Linked DNA regions of Rattus norvegicus: region 2 is linked to region 1. Evidence: chromatin contacts called from public Hi-C data. All regions are on one chromosome and are shown on one strand. The core of a region is the stretch at or near the end of the contact, and the rest is flanking DNA. Distances in the headings are between cores, read along the strand shown. Region 1 has its middle 28 kb from the start of Srp9. Region 2 has its middle 20 kb from the start of Capn2.

Evidence for each region. A called contact is a pair of places that touch in the nucleus more often than the background predicts.
Region 2: a contact with region 1 is called in a Hi-C map of Schwann cells, with 5 times the contacts expected there. The contact joins two enhancer-like sites. A contact is called at or near these places in 3 of 12 Hi-C or Micro-C datasets (Schwann cells, mammary epithelial cells and psoas muscle).

What each region holds. Positions count from the first base shown.
Region 1 is chr13:96,390,157-96,393,646 of GRCr8, reverse strand. No RefSeq gene overlaps it. Among named protein-coding and RNA genes, the nearest start is that of Srp9, 28 kb to the right of the region's middle. Within about 2 kb of position 1,741, at least 12 of the 93 cell types and tissues checked have an H3K27ac peak or open chromatin away from gene starts, as enhancers often do.
Region 2 is chr13:96,751,099-96,754,588 of GRCr8, reverse strand. No RefSeq gene overlaps it. Among named protein-coding and RNA genes, the nearest start is that of Capn2, 20 kb to the right of the region's middle. Within about 2 kb of position 1,943, at least 83 of the 93 cell types and tissues checked have an H3K27ac peak or open chromatin away from gene starts, as enhancers often do.

The DNA.
Region 1 (3,490 bases), core at 492-2,991:
CGAGTTAGCTATTCCTGATTGTCAACTTGAATGAACTACAATCCAGAAATGGAGGGCACACCTGTGATCCAGACCTGGAGGCTGGAAGACACAAGTTTCTGACCAGGATCTTGAGGCATAGTGGCCATGAAAAGCTTAGGCCCAGGCAAGGTGGTACATGCCTTTAATCCCAGGAGACCGAAGCAAGCAGATCTCTGAGTTCAAGGTCAGCCTGGGAGAAAACAAGTTCCAGATCCAGTCACGGTGGGGTACACAGCTTTAGTCTGGGCCACACCTTCTGCCACACTGGAAGAAGGCTCACTCTTCTCTGCCTGCTTGCACTTAACTTCCCAGCACATCTGTTGGAACCTACCTCTTCAGGATTCCAGCTTCTACAGAAGACCAGCTGAAACACCCAGCCTTGTGTGATCTGAGCAACTTCTAGACTTTTTGACTTCCCATTCACAGCTGCCCATTGTTGGGTTAGTTGGACGGCAGAGTGTAAGTCCTTATAATAAATTCACTTAATAGAGACATTCCTCAAGTTCTATGACTCTTCAGAACACTAATACTCTCGTCATGTCTTTGTCTACATTTGTTTATATATATTTTGACGTGCCAACCATGAAGTAGGCACAGCTTCCTGCTGTGTGCTCTGGTGAAGCCACCACACAAAGGCCTGTTCTTCCGAGACTCACTTAGGGACACTGGCAATTTGGGGGTGCCCTGCTATCTACTACTGCCTTTAATTCCCATGTTTTCCCTGGGAAGTAAGTGCTTTTATTCCCATCTTACAGATGGGTAAACAGAGGCCCCATAAATATGTAACTGAGCCAGACTTCAAATCCGTGCTGACCTCCTCCAGAATTCTGGCCATGAACAAGTATTCCATGCTGGTGACTTAATCTTGGAACCTCAGGGAAGGTTATTATTATATCTAACGCCTAAGACCTACTCCCATATCTGATTGATTTGGTTGCTTAGAGACATCCTATGTAATTGATGGGTCCAGGGGCCACTGTATTTGCTTAATCATATTTAAGCCTCAAGCAATGGAGTCATTTTTCTCTCCATAATTAAAGTCAGGGAAACTAAGGCGCAGAGAGATGGGCTAGCCTGCTCAAAGTCACACAGTTAGTCTACAGTGGAACTAGTCTGTGTGTTCCTACCTCTGCAGCTTCTTCACAGAGCTGTTTGCACTTCCAGAGAAAGGAAGCCTCGATAGAGCTAACAGCATACAGTACCCGTTGTCCCAGCCACCTCAGAATACTTCCAAGGAGTATGCATGCATGAGGGGAGCCAGGTGGCAGATGGCCCTGGCAATGCCAGAATACAGGACAGGTCAGCTGAATGAGGGTGTGACAACCATCAGTCACAGAGACACTGCGGTCCCCTGCAGAGACACTTTCCCTAGCACCACAGCTGTGGCCTTCCCTGTCTCCAGATGAGCCCTGCCAGCTGTGTCTAACCCAGGAACTGCCACCAGGCAGTGACTTGAGCCCCTGTGAAGCAGGGACCCAGACCTTGTCCCCAGAGGGAGTTATGTGACTTGAGGCCCAGGCCTGACCTAAGAATGCTGAAGAGATGATGAGACCAGCCCATCAGATGACAAGCCGAGGGTAGAGACGGTCTCAGGAGGACCCTCTGCCAAACGGTCAGCTGGACGGTAGCCAGGGGGGTGAAGTGAGGCCTGACACTCACAGGAGTCTCGGGGACTCTGACTCCACACGCTCTGTCTGGATATGTGGCTTCTCAGCCGTCCTCCAAAAATAACCGCACCAGGATGACCTCAGACTCGTCCTGTGGGTACGCAGCAGGGGATCGGATATGAACCAAGAGCCTTTGTCTTGCTGCCAGCTGGCCCCCACAGCAGGAAAGAGACACTGCCTTCTCCATGCTGCTCAGTGCTCAGGGATCCCACAAGTGAAACACCAGGCCCCCTTCCTAGGCAAACCCAGCATGGGGCTGACTCTTGCCTCTGGATGGGATGGTGAGAAGTTCCTCATTCCTTGAGAACAGACTATGGAGACAGGCAAGATGAGGTGCTTGCCCAGAATACCACGGCATGCCAGGAACCCACCTGGTCTGTTGTTGTCCCTGCCCCTCTGGGACTACTTTACAACTTTCTGATCTAGGCCATCAGTAGCACCTGACCTTCATTAGAAGTAAATATGCAAACGGGGTGTGATGGTAAACCCCTTTGATCCCAGCACTCGAGGCAGGGGAATCTTTGTGAGTGTGAGGCCAGCCTGGTCTACAGATGGAGTTCCAGGACTCCCTGGCCTGTCACACAGAGAAACCTTGCTCAGGTCTCCCCCTGGGTGGGCTGTGGGCTCTGTCTAACTTGGGGGCGTGTACAGCCCATTCCTGTAGGACATCCTGACCGAACACACATACACACACACACACACACACACACACACACACACACACACACACACATACATATATATATGCACACACATACACAGGCACACATACAGGCTCACACACACACACACACACATACACACAGGCCTATATACACACACAGGCACACACACACATGCACACATACAGACTCACATACACACACACAGGCCTACATATACACACACACACACACATGCACACATATAGACTCACACATACACACACACACAGGCACACATACAGACTCACATACACACACACACACACACACACACACAGGCACATTCATGCATATTCACACACATTCAGAGAGGGAGGGAGAGAATTTAGTGAAAAATTACCAGACAGTCATCTAACTTGGTTGCCTCTCAGTAAGTTCACAAGCCCAAGAGGGAGCACAAGGTCCTTGGAAGTCAGTAGGGATTTGCTTCTAAAGCCCAGGAAGTGTCCCCTTCCATACAATTCTACCATAACCGACTTGGAATGGAACTTCACTTCAACATAAGCCAGCCTCACCACTCATGGCTCTTGCACTGTTCTAAAGCCCGCAGTCCCAGGGCAAACCAGCAGGAGCTCTCAGCAGGACCAAGCCTGGCTTCGTAGGTGTCCATGACAGCAGAGTACTATGCTGCTGGAGGCAGTGACAGCTCCTAGCCTGGCTTGGCATCTTGTGCTGCCATGTGTCACCCTTTCCGACGCATTCCACAGGACAACCCCTTCTCTAGTCAGACGCCCCTGAGCCTTCCCCAGGCAGTGCAGGGCAGCAGTACATTATCTGCAAGCCATCAATTTGATTTTGTCCCCGTAGACCCGAAACAAGAAAGTGGGTTTAGCCACAGCCTCCCACCCTAAGTTCAAATGCGAACCCTCAGAGGACAGTCACTGAGAGCCTAGTTCTCAGTCATAAAAAGGTCCACCCAGGAGATCAGAATTTGTATTCAACTTGAAAACGAGGTGTTTTCTCACATCTCTCCTCTGAAGCCTGAGCGGGCCTTTCTGGAAACAGAAGGACCAGATCCCTTTTGACAAGACACGGATTCACTGCTGGGTTACTGGCCCCACCTCTGAGCTGCAAAAATCAAGGCCCAGAGAGCACCCA
Region 2 (3,490 bases), core at 694-3,193, 360 kb before region 1:
TGTAGTGAAATCATCAAAGAATTAACAAAATGTTGCTTAAATTTTTTTTTAGGTAAATGGTAAGAGATTGGATCTGTAAACATTCTGTCATGGGTGAGACCCAACCCTGAGGATCTATAGGCAATCAGTGGTCGTTGAGGGAGAAACATTTTTCTTCAGTGGTGTAGCCGCTAGAGAGATGCCCATTCGCCAGTAAGTAACCTTACACCCTTGCTTCTGTTAGTGCCATTAACTACAGTGATTGCTTCCCCCCCCCCAAGAGAGGGAAAGTTGTGAGGGAAGGGGGGCCAACTATGAAGAGGGAGGTCTGCAGAGTGAGGGCAGACCAGAGAGGGCAGTCAGGGGTTCACACGATCAAAACACACCATATGCATGCGTGAACATGTAATAATAAAAGCATGTGCATGATTAACACGTGCAAACTGAAAGCTTTAAGAGAGAAATGATAAAATGTAGAGGGGTCCAGAGAGAATTGATGATCCCAGCCCTGCCAGACATCAGACACCGGACGGACTCATTCATCTTTAGCTATTTGTAACAGTGGGCCCCAAAGGTGAGTAAGTGTCACCCCAACCTCCCACAAAGGAATCTTCCTTCCACTCCCTTCTCTGGGAACTTGCCCCACAGCCATGTCCTGAGTGGTGTGCGTGAGAACCAGCCCTCAGAGCACAGGGGAAGTTACTGTTCCGCCTTCCAGGCTGTGTAGACTGTGGAGCTTCCCGCTGCATACATTCTTATGGTCGCTGTAAAAAATGGAGTGGCTCAGGAGCTGAAGGGTCTTACTCAATCTCACTGGATTAAACTTAGAGTTCCCGTGGCTCAGGAGCTGAAGGGTCTTAGTCAATCTCACTGGATTAAACTTAGAGTTCCCCCTGCGTGCGGGAGAAGTTCGTGTACTGGCCATCCTTGGTGTTTAGACCCTGACTGCATACCTTGGTTTATGGTCTGCCTCATAAATCATTTCCTGGTTTCTGCTATCATGACACCTCCCACTCAACTTCCTGCCTCCCTCATAAGGAATTGGTAGTGATGTTGGGTCCACCTGAAGAGTAAGGGAGTCTCACCATGTCTTAAGATCCTTGACATCACTTCTTCAAAGTCCCTTCTACCCTATAAAGTAACAGTGCAGGTTCGGAAGATTAGGGTGTGGTCATCTTCAGGAAGTTGTCACTCATCCTACCACAGTCACCAAGCCTCAGCCAGCGGGAACAAACGTAATACAAAGGGATTTTAGAGGCAGATTCTTTGTGTGGGTTTATAAAGCAGAGGTAAACAAAGAGATTATACATGGATGATAGAGAGTGAGAGATGACAGATAAATGATAGATAGTAGGGAGATTATGATGAATAGATAATAGATAGAGATAGGCAGATATAGGCTAGATAATGATAGATTATTAATAAGGATGATTGATGATAGATAGATAGATAGATAGATAGATAGATAGATAGATACTTGGATAATAGATTGTAGATTGTAGATGATAAAAATACATTATAGATAATAGGTAGATTATAGTTGCATATGTAGATACTAAATTGCTACATACATACATACATACATACATACATACATACATACATACATTTGCTATGACGGACGTATGGTAAGTACATGAATAGAGACAGATAGCACATACATATTGTGAAGGAGTTGGTATGAGACTCCAGAGGGCTTTGAAATCCAGACCTTGGTAAACACGCCAGTGTACTTTGCTAATTTTAATTGCTAGTGCTGGAACCGCTTTTTTAGGTAGAGATTTCTTTTTTGCCTTGTTGAATCAAATGGTTTTTTTGTTTTTGTTTTTGTTTTTCTTGAAATAACATTACTGTATTTTGCCACACGAGGGAGCCAATGAAACATCAAAGTGGCCTTCACAGCCGCCATTTTGCCCTCGCCTTCTGACTGGTTCTGACGTCATACACCACTGATTGGTCCCTGTGATCTGGGTATAAAGACGATTCCTATTTGTCCAGGAAATCTCAGGGAGCTTTACAGTTGTCTGTACTCAAAGGAACCCACCGAGCTCCACCCAAGAGTAAAGAGAGATTTTCTCTCCTGACAGCTGTCATCGTGAAGGAAGGGATGGGAGTGCTGGGTGCCATCGTGAGTGAGCAGAAGCCCGGGGAAGCTGCAGAACGTCATTATCATCAAGAACCCCAAGTCCTTCCCAGGTCTGCAGGAGAGGGGTTGAGCTGGGCTGGGGATGTAGGAAACTGCGCCTGACGGGAGCTGTGCTCCCAGGCGTGCACCTCCATTGCCCTTGGCATGCCGGTGACAGGATCTATTGTGACACCTCTCCTACACACTGTCACAGGTCACCACCCCTACTGCTTTTATTGACCGGACACCCTCAGGCCTCTGTGTACCTGCAAGGATCACCTCTGGCCTCCATCAGCGCCTACACAAAGATTCTTTGCCTGACTAAACTCTGATCAGGCTCCTGAACCTTCTGAGCACACCTCATAACCTCTACTTTTAACAAAGAGCCCTATAAAGTCGCCTTAATATGCCCATCCTCCAGCCAGCCGTACCCTAAAGGTGCTTACTTGCTGCTATGCCTGACAACCTCAGCTCCTTCCTGGGAACATCGGTTCTCACAATTAAAACAGTTAGCTCCTCTGGTTCCCGTGAACCCAACCATAAGATTATTGTCATTGCTCTTCATAACTCTAACTTTGCTACTGTTATGAATTGTACTGTAAATGATATTCAGGATATCAGGCGTGCGGCCCCTGTAAAAGGGATCGTGACCCACAGTTTGAGGACCAAGAACAGTTGCGTAGTCTTGGAACAAAACGGTAAAAGGGAATAGACTCCTTTAGATTGTCCTGTGACCTACACACACACACAGTCACATGTACATGCATGCATGTAGTATGTGCATGGTTTCCCCAAACACACACGCACTCACGCACGCACGCGCGCACAGACACACACACACACACACACTCACACACACGAATGTGTGAACAAATGAATGAATGAAAAATTAAAGAATCCCTCCCCACCACATTGTTTGGCATTAATGGTAAGTTTTGACCATCAACTTGATTGAGTTAGGAAAGATGTCAGGCAGCAATGAGGTATATCTTTGGGTGTGTCTCACAAGAGTGCCTCTAGAGTGCTTTAAATGAGGGAGCACCTACGCTACTGTAGGTGACATTACCTAGTAAGCTAGAGCTTAGGACAGACATATGGAAAAAAGGAAGGAGAAAGATCACTGAGCACCAGCCTTGCCTGTCTCTGCTTGCCGATGTGCCCAGATCCAAGGCGTGCCAGCCACACGGTCTCTGCCATGCCTTACCACAATGATAGACTACTGTGCCCTCTCAAACCACAAACAAAACAAACCCATCTTCCCCAGGGGTTGCTCTTTGCCAAGGACTTGGTCTTGGTGATGACTCGGGTAACTGAGTTATAAATAACTGGTTTAATCCAAACCCTGTACCCTGAGGCTTTAACTTCCTGACCCAGACCTGCCCCGTG